Regions from separate parts of the Macaca mulatta genome. Here region 2 is linked to region 1. A link is a contact called in public Hi-C data. All regions are on one chromosome and are shown on one strand. Each heading gives the region's core, a stretch centred on a gene start, on an enhancer-like site or on the middle of the called end of the contact. The rest is flanking DNA. Distances are from core to core; before and after follow the strand shown. Region 1 overlaps CHN2 (chimerin 2). Region 2 overlaps CHN2 (chimerin 2).

Region 1 (5,298 bases), core at 292-2,791:
AAGTCAAGGGTAAATGAAGATGAGCATAACTTAGCTATTATAGTAGGTGACGGGTACCGTGATGATGCTGACCAGCCAACTTCCTGCCCTTCCACTCACAGTTATAAAATGGGGAGGGATAGGATGCAGTGAGAATGGATTTAACTTAGATTACATCTGCTCATGAAACTGGGTTTTACCAAGCATTGATTTAAGCCAGAATTCCCTAATGATTTGGGATTTATCACTCAGTCTGAGCAATTGCTGATTTGGTTGGCTTGGTGGTTCTCAAACTGGCTGAAGGTTGGACTCACTCTGGGAGCTTTTAAAAAAATACCAGGCTTGGTGGCTCATGCCTGTAATCCCAGCACTTTGGGTGGCCGAGGCTGGCGGATCACTTGAGGTCAGCAGTTCAAGACCAGCCTGGCCAACGTGGTGAAACCCCATCTCTACTAAAAATACAAAAAAAATTAGCCAGGCACTGTGGCACATGCCTGAATCCCAGCTACTCTGCAGGCTGAGGCAGGAGAATCACCCAAACTTAGAAGGTGGAGGTTGTAGTGAGCCCAGATCACACCACTGCACTCCAGCCTGGACGACAGAGTGAGACTATGTCTCAAAAAAAATAAATAACATTAAAAATGTATATTAAAAATGCCCATGTTTGGCCCCACCCGGCTATGGAATCAAAGTCTTCACTGGTGAAAGCACCTGTCTTTTTTTGGCTCCCCGGGTGATTGTCAGATGCAGGGCTTGAGAACCTGGGTTAGATGGAAGGGGAGGCAACAGAGTAAAGGTGATCAGACATTTTGGAGCATTTTCTTTCAAGGACACCTGTCCCACTTTTTCCCATGCCTCTTATATTCCTGAGGCTCTTTTATGTTGTAAATTAGACCCTAGCCTTCTTTCTCTACTTTTACACAACTCATGAAAAGTCCTCTGGGAAAACATTCTTCACACAGTTAACTCTGGTGGTTACGGTTACCTGTGCTGGTTCAGGGTTTGGCTTTGCTCCCTTTTCATGGCTTCTTTCCCGAGATTATTGCCTGAAATATAAATGATGGGAAACAATTAACTGAAGTAGGATTAAAGAATTTAATGAAGGGGCAAGGAAAAGTTAGCCTGTCTCTTAGGAGTCCGGTAGTGGTTTCTTTGGGTGGATATTAGAAAGAATCTCTTTTTACCAGTTCCTCAATATCGGTGTTTTCAAAGAGGAACAGAAGAGGAAAGTCATCCTAATACATTCAGCGTGTGGAGGGATATGATGGGCCAAACGCCAAACCCTCCTTACTTGTCCCCATCCAAAATCTCTCTAGGAAACAGCTAATTTAGAGACGCAGCCCCCGAGAAAGTATTTGCTATGCAAATAGTGCCATCTTGTGGCTGAAAGGAGAGTTGCATGCTGATGACACAAAGGACCAAACCCAACGTGTTGAAAATGTCCAAGAACAAATTTTTCAGCAATGAACCCACTGAGTCATCCCACTTCCCTCAAGTTTTATAGCACAGATAAGGCTGCACAATGGCTTGGGGGTGTCTTCCTGTAGCCTGTGCTCCTTCTCTGTATAAGCATGTGGGCAGCTCTGTGGGCCTAGGACTTGTAAAAATCATCCCAGGAATCTAATTCTAGTCCAGAAGTGCTCAAACTTCTCGGCCTCAGAACCCTTTAAAGTTACTGAGGACCCCAAAGAGCTTCTGTTTGTGTGGGTTAAATCTTGATATTTACTGTATTAGAAAGTAAAATAGAAAAATAAAAAAATTATTAATTCTTTCAACATAATAGTAATAAACAAATGGTAATAGATGTGTTCGTATGAATAACATTTTCATGAAAAATAACAGTTTTCCAAATAAAAAAGTGATGAGGATATTGGCATTGTTTTTACGTTTTTGTAACTCTCTTTAATGTCTGCCTTAAAAGAAGACAGCTGGCTTCTCACATCTGCTCCTGTATTCAACCTGGGATATATTGTTTTGTTTGAAGTATAGGAAGAAGCTCTGGCCTCACACAGATGTGTAGATGGGAAAAAGAGGAATGTTCTTATAGCCTTTTCAGGTAAATGTGGGCTTTGAAATATATACTAGGCAACAATTCAACAAGTGGTAGTTTCTTAAAGGTTAGTTGCAATGTCAGTCACAGAAGGCAATTAATGTAATAAAATCAGTTTTGGCATAATGTATTCTCTGAAGGGATCTTGGGGATCCCTAAACATTGGTGGGCCACAGTTTGATGAAGAGCCCAGTTTTTCAAGATGTTTATGTTTTTACATCTCCAGAGAGGTGTTTGAGAGGAATCATCCCACCACTTTTATCACCTTTGACTGCAGGAGGTAAATGACGCTGTCACCTGGGACTGCTGTCCACCTATGGGGACTGCACAGGCTATGATGAGGAGGCATTCTTCTGGACCTGACCCACCGAGCGCCTGCCCTGAGCCCAACCTCAGAGCTCTTCCCAGTGGCTCTCACTAGGCGGTGGGGGGACAACAGGCTGAGTCTATATGAGTTTTAATTTTAGGGATCTCTCTGGGGTTGTTGAATGTTTTGAATTTTATCGAGGCTTTTTAACCATGGGACTTTCAAATAATTTATTCTGGAAGATAATTTTTATAATGTTTAAGTCAGGGTAGTCTCTTGTTTATATTTTAGTTTGGCTTAATTGTAGGAACAGTGTTGGTAGATGTAGGGTGATTACTTTTATTTTTAAGGTGAAATTGATGGGCTGTTTCTGTCTTTTTAGTAATTATATGGTGGTTTTTGGCTGTGAATAAAATATTAATGTTTGTGTATTAGTCTAGGTGGGATGATATGTTAAAAAGATAAAAGATAATATGTATTTGCGGTTCTCTTGATTAAAGGTTTTTTTTTTTTAATTAAATAGATTTGAGGTGAGAAATGGAGAGTATATTTACTTACGTCTGTGGGTCATCTATTGGCACTTAGTTTTTTAGTTGGTAAGTGTTGAAGTAGAGACTCTTGTTTGAGGAATCTTAGCCCGTCACCTAAATTGGGTATTTTGTTGAGTATGGGATGTTGAGATTATACTTGACTTTTGACTTTTTTAATTTTTTTTTTTTAATTAGGGGAGTTTGTCTCTTTTGTATTTTTGTTTTTGAAGAAACTGGAGGGAAAAAGCTATAGGAGTTGATGAAAAAGCTGAAGGACAGAGTTATTATTTTAGACCTTTGTAAGGGGAGAAAAAGTTGAAAGTAGTGAGACAAAGTAAAAGTTGAAATTTTGATTTATAAATTTGAGAAGTTTTTAAAGAATGCCACATATAATGCTCTATTTAAAATATTATCTAAAACTTTAAAAACACAGGCTTTCCTCCTCAATTCCCTAAATCTCCTCTCTTACTCTCTAGCCACGTTAAAAATTCCCCATTTCTAGTTTTTATTAAAACAAATTTTTAAAATCTGCCTTCCTACCTTCTCTCTTTAATCAAATCAAATAAACCTTTCTCTATCTCCAAACACCTGTGTATCACTATTTAACATCAACTACACACCAAGTACACAAGCCTAAATTTAGACTTCAACACAAGCCTAGGGCCTGTGTCATTGGGAAACAGTTTTGCAGGTGTGGTTCTGATATGTACGGAGAATGAGGAGCCGCCGACTGGGTCTCATTCTCTTCCCTGTACAGAGGAAATACCAAAGCTCAAAGCTACATTGAACCAGGAGGGTTGGAAGGAGGACACACAATTTTAGCAGAGCCCATTATTTTCCTTCTTTGGCCTCATACGGGGTGTCACCCACTTTCTTACCTCTCCTGGGCTTCTCCAGCTGCCATCTTTGTGTCTATTTCATCAGGATGTGGCAGTCTTCCCACTCCACCCCCACAGTGAGTAGCTGTCATTTTTGCCACCCAGAGCCACCTTAGTTTAGGAGCTTCTGGTGGAGTCACATCTGCCCACTAATCCCAGAGGTGGATTTCTGATTCAAGGCCACATGGAAGGACCCCATGTACCTGGCTAGGGTGGTTGGTTCAAGGGTGGCCATGTGGTCAAGTCAGAGCCAGGGGAACACAACAGACTTTTACTGTGAGTTCCAGGAACCAGGCCTTTCACCCTCTTTCTGCTTGGCTCAATTAGACAAGAAGTAGAGCCTGGGCTGCTGAATCCTTCCCACCACCCCATAGAGCCTGAGAATGGAGCCTAGAGAAAGTAGAGCCTGGAGATGGGGAGAGAGAAGCTGAGTCCTGAGGCCAGATCTGAGCCTCTCTTAGAGCTGCCCTTCGGCCTGCCTCTGTCTCTGGATGTTCCAGTTCGGCTGGCAGCTCATTCCTGCCTTGCCTTTGAGCTTGGGTAAGTGGATGTTGGTGCTGCATTTAAGTTGGCAGCTGCCATCATCCTCAGAAGAACTAGAACACACCCATCAGCTCCCCGCCACCCTCTGCTGTCCTTCATTCCCGCTCACCTTACTTGTCACCATTATCGAGAAAGCTTAGCTAGTTCAGGTTCACTTTAATTTTAATCCAATAATCCACACTACCCTTCTTTAAAATGATGGTGTTAAATCAGAAAAGGGGGACCTCTAGTGTTTACTGAAATGGGTAGGAATGTAGCATCTTGGTTACCGGGCAGACATGGGAAATAACCCAGAAGCCACTGCTGGAATACAGCTGTCATCCTTTACCTCCTGGCTCCAAAACATATATATATATATATATATATATATATATATATATAGACCTCTTATAGTTAAATGCATTCAGTAAGATTAAGGCACTCTGCTAAAGAGTCTTCTTTTTTTTTATTTTTTTATTTATTTTTATTTTTTATTTTTTTATTTGAGACGGAGTCTCCCTCTGTCACCAGGCTGGAGTGCAGTGGCACGATCTTGGCTCACTGCAACCTTCACCTCCAGGGTTCAAGTGATTCTGCCTCAGCCTCCCAAGCAGCTGAGACTACAAGCTCACACCACCACACCCAGCTAATTTTTGTATTTTTAGTAGAGACGGAGTTTCACCATGTTGGCCAGAATGGTCTCAATCTCTTGACCTCGTGATTCGCCCTCCTCAGCTTCCTGAAGTGCTGGGATTACAGGTGTGAGCCACCGTGCCCAGCCACTAAAGAGTCTTAATGAACTCTGGTAAACCAGATTCTTAGCAAGTTGTGATATTTCCAGGAAACTTTTTTAACAGAATAGGATGAAACATGGCCCCTTCTGTGGCATTGGATGTGGCCACGAGAGCCCTCAGATCATTGGTACAACAGATGAAGAGTTGGGAACCTGCAGACTCTGAAAAAGGAAAGGTCAAACTTCCACTTGTAGTGGCCTATAAGAATTTGTAGGGGTGGGTGGGTGAGGTCCTGGAT
Region 2 (4,737 bases), core at 1,208-3,707, 160 kb before region 1:
AGGAGGCCTCACAGTTTCCCATCTGCTAGATGGGCTAGTGGCAAACTAGAGGGCTGAGTGGCAAACATAATTTTAGTTTGAGAGGTAAACAAACAAATAAACAAAAATCTCCTTTCTTTTCCCAAAATTTATGCCAAGAGGAGAGCCACCATCCACTGAGGCAACTTAAGAAGAAAATTTGATGTAATCTTCATTAATTACCTAGAGATCTCATGCTATGCATGTAAGATATGGAACATAATAAGAATATCGGACACTTCCATGCTGTTTACCATGTGCAAGGCATTGTCCCGAGGGCTCTATACACAGATGCATTTGTAGAGCTCATTTAATTCTCACAACCACCCTATGGTTGTGTAACTCTTTTATTTCTCTTTGTAGTTAAGAGACTTGCCCAAAAGTCATATAGCTTATGAGTGACAGAAACAGGCATGGAAACTAGGTAGGCTGCCTCTATAGGACATGTATCTATTTCTGCCACGTCACAGTCCTCACCAAAGGCTTTGGAAGGCAGATAGCAAACCTCCAGCAACCAGAGACTGTGCTACTGTGTCTGTAATAAAACTATCTCTCTGGCATTGTTGAAAGTAAAAATTAAAAGTGCCAATCATCAGAGACCCTGCTTTAATTCAAAGGTCTATGGGAGCTGCACATTTAACTGTGGCTGCCCTCTGTATAGTACTGGCTGTGATGTCAACACTGTGTTTATATGAAATCCTTCAGCCAATAGCAGCATCTTCAAGGCATCAGCAGTTTGTCTTGGTGGAAGTGGAATGGGCCTCTCAGTTTTTTACACATTTTTTTTTCTTTCTAGAACTGGGTTCAGGTGGATAGGCTCCAAATAGAATACCATGCCAATGCCAATTATATTCAGAAAGTATTGCAATTTCTCATTGATGCTTATTTACATTAATTAAGAGCAAACTTAGATAAAGAAGGGTACAAGTTTAAATGCTAAAATCCTGAAGTGAGATACTTTGTAGTCTGGAAAAATATACAGAACTGACTTTCCTTCTGGAAAAAAAAGAAAAGGAAAAAACGTGAAAGATTCAGATGACATTTCTATGAGGAAAGCAGTAATTGTGGTTCTCAGGGTGAATGCTTGTCTTTTTATTTCATGACAACTTTTTTTTTTCCTGGAAATGAGCTTTAAACCTTCCACACATGTTAAAAAATACTCTCACATGCAGGGAAAGAGATTAATTTTATTAATACCTTAATTATTGATATAATTAACAAGCAAGCATACAAATAAATATCACTGAAGGAGATATTTGTGAAAAATTTTTAATGGACGTATTTTGTGTTTTCTGTGAGCTGGCTTAGTTCTATTAGAATTCTATTTTAATCTAATCAGTCAATTACTAAGTTTTGTAAATACGGCATGGGGAGGATTTTACTTTTCAAAAAATGGAACTCAATTTTTTTAATGTTACGGTAAAACTCCAAGAACAAAAAAAGCAACCTTTTAAAAATATGCGACTTCTTTTGTTCTTATGCCTCATTTTTCATAGAACAATTCTATTCCTGGCATTTTCCACCCAATTTGAAACCATCATAGTCTACTGAATGTAGATGCACTTCACTTTGGGTCACGAGTGTAATCCTGAAAAACTGAGGAGCAGTCAGAGTTTTCTAAGTTGAATCATCTAAACTGCATGCCCTCTTTTTTCCAAGGGGAGTCTATGGGGAGTCCTTTGGGGAAATGAATAAAACCGTTTATATGACAATATCTTCATTTGCCTATTTTTACATTCAGATTTTGATCTATCAGTTTATTATAAAGTAGGGAGTTTATAATAGTTTATTATAATTTTACTTTGTGTATGTTGTACAGATTTTGAATGAGAAGGATCTTAAAATACTCCAGAAATTTTTTTGCAAAATATTTCCAGGTAGGTGCTCATCACTGGTTGGGGTGGGACAAATTAGAAGAGACAGTCGGGGAGAATTTCACCAAGCCTTCATGCTACAGAGGGAAAGAGAATCCAAAATTCCCACATTCGTTGTTAGCATTCTTGCCAGTGTATCCTTTCAGTGTTGAATACATAATTTAAATAAGTCTGAAGTTAATTACAGTTGATCTCCATCACAACTCTATTTTTAGATGTCAAAGTGCACCCAAGTCAAACTACCAGTTAAGATCTGGCTGATCTGAACATTCAGTGCCTCTCTTTTTAAAAAGAAGTTGCTCCTGTAATAGTACACTGGATTGTTCTATTGTTAACACTAAGGAGGGAACTTCCTGATTTTTTTCTTCATTTTTAGTTAGTGGTTTCTAAACTAAAAAGGAAACATTGAAGTGCTTAGTTTCATTTAATGGTGCTGTGGGTTAATGCATTATTTTCTTTCCCCACACCCACTTTCCCCTTTCCTTGTCCTCATCTTAAGCGATGTGTTTACTTATTGATGCTCTCGGGCTCTCATTTCCGAGTCTGGGATTTCCCCTTCTGCTTCTCAGTTGTAATTTTCATGAGCAGACAAGGTGGCATAGAGAACAGATAGAGGTGGCCCTGGGTAACCCCTCTCATTGGCTGGTGACAGAATGTCTAAGACCATGACAGATAAAATTCACCTCCCACACAGAGGGATGCACCAACCAAGTGACTCTTGTAAGTGACTGAGTCCTCCCTCAGTCATTTCTGCTATTCTCTGTGGGAATTTCAAAGCAAGCATTTTTGTATTAAGGCAGCAAAGTGAGGGCTTGAAGTCTGATAGGTTTCACCTCTAGGGGCAGCGCCGACTGTCGGCAGATACTGAAGCTCTGCGTTGAGGATGGTGAGGCTGGACCTGCACCACCAGGAAGGAGCCCCAATCGATTAGAAATATCTGCCTTGGGTGAGGAAAAAGGAAGTGGTGTACGTGCGTGCCATATGTTGTCATCTCCCTGGTACTACATGTGCGCCATGTATTGTCATCTCCCTGGTATGGAGCTTACAGATCTTGACTGGTAATCAGGAAACTGGGGTTTTCATCCCAATTCTGCCATAATGAGCAGAGTAACCTTGAGCAAGTTAAATTCCCTTGCTTCGGTTTTCCAGTCTTTTAAGGAGGTGTGAACTCTCCCTCTATATGAACCTTCCAGATCTCAAACTCTGTGATCCCAGGCCCCATCACTTGTGGCTGTCCATTGTTCATGAGATAAGTACTGAATCTTCATCTTGGTCTTTAGCTCTCTCTCAGTCTGGCTTTACACTACTTTTCAGGCTGTGTCTTCAATTTCTTGTTCATACTGACCAGGCCAGATTACCTATGGTTTCTTGAATATGCCCCACACTTTCCTGTATTGATTTCTTCAGTAAAATCTCTACCTGCAATGCGTTCTGTCTTTCCCTCTTCTCTGCTTATTAAAATCCTACCTATTTTTTTTTTTTTTTTTTTTTTTTTTTTGAGACGGAGTCTCGCTCTGTCGCCCAGGCTGGAGTGCAGTGGCGCGATCTCGGCTCACTGCAAGCTCCGCCTCCCGAGTTCACGCCATTCTCCTGCCTCAGCCTCCCGAGTAGCTGGGACTACAGGCGCCCACAACCGCGCTATTTTTTTTTATTAAGACTCTGAGCCTCATAGAATTTCTTCTTTATGGGAACTTTATTACTTTACTATTTATTACAGTTGACTGTGGATTTTTCAAGCGGTCCTTAACTAATCTGTAAATACAAAGTGGATAGGATCTGTGTTTCAAGCATCCAGTGTCCATGGACTCTCTTCAGTGTCTAATCAGGCTAACAAAAGGTAGTGAACATTTCTTTAAAGAGGAAAACAGAAACCAAGGAACGGTAATAGAAATAAAGTGGCAAGGAGATAAATTTAAGTCAGCACATACTTAGTATCTTTTGAATTTGGGCAAAACAAGGTGGCAGGTATTTCAGTGGGGACAAGTAAGAGTAAGAAATAGTCTGTTTTCAAGAAGCTTATAATGTAATAATGATAATGATAATATCTTCCATTTATTTTATGCATTTTTAACCACATCCTTTACGTGCATTATGCATTCCTAGAACAACTCTGCAAGGTATTATCATCTCTATTTTACCGATAACAAAGATGTAGGCCACAGAATTTAAGGGATTTGCCCAAAGCCACACAGCCGGTACATGGATGCCTGGCTTGAGAACCTGAGCTAATTCCAGGACTGACATTGCCTCCCTGGTTGGGACTGTATGACAAGGACTGGCAGCACCCTGTGCACACACTTACTACTTTCGTATTTCCATGCCTTTACTCTGCTCTTCGGGCCACTTGAAACACTTCTCTTCCACACCTCTCAGCCTGTGGAAATGCTTTCCATGCTTCAAATATGTCTTGGATATTTCCTTGTTGAAGCCTTTGCTGCTGGGCTCCTGATAATGAGGGACTCTGTACACGTAGGCAAAATGAATGCATTAATGCCAACTTCATCTTCTTTTCCATTAGGAAGGCTCTAAGGGTGAGGTAAGGATATCTAATAAAACGTGACCAGGGAATTTTGTTTCATTCAACAAACATCCATAGAGCACTTGGCAAAGTCTTGGTAACATACCAAGGAAGTTGTGTTACCAAGAGGAAGACCCCTAGTGTAAAGCAACTTTCCCCTGCTTTCTAGAAGAGTCTGTGGCAACACCCACGATGACATCAACCTATGGGATTTATGCTGCTTGGAGAGAATTGCTTCTTGTCTCAGGCAGAACAAGAGAGGTTCCCAGAGACCTCTTGTCTCTTTCCTGGTCCTGGTCCGCGTGGCTGGGAGGGGTGGGGGTAGGT

The links. A called contact is a pair of places that touch in the nucleus more often than the background predicts.
Region 2: a contact with region 1 is called in a Hi-C map of sperm, with 2.4 times the contacts expected there. The contact joins two enhancer-like sites. A contact is called at or near these places in 2 of 14 Hi-C or Micro-C datasets (liver and sperm).

Annotation. Positions count from the first base shown.
Region 1 is chr3:98,940,579-98,945,876 of T2T-MMU8v2.0, reverse strand. The region is part of intron 6 of CHN2 (chimerin 2); the gene reads left to right. Among named protein-coding and RNA genes, the nearest start is that of PRR15, 150 kb to the right of the region's middle. Within about 2 kb of position 1,541, at least 4 of the 40 cell types and tissues checked have an H3K27ac peak or open chromatin away from gene starts, as enhancers often do.
Region 2 is chr3:99,103,346-99,108,082 of T2T-MMU8v2.0, reverse strand. The region is part of intron 1 of CHN2 (chimerin 2); the gene reads left to right. Among named protein-coding and RNA genes, the nearest start is that of CPVL, 32 kb to the left of the region's middle. Within about 2 kb of position 2,457, at least 6 of the 40 cell types and tissues checked have an H3K27ac peak or open chromatin away from gene starts, as enhancers often do.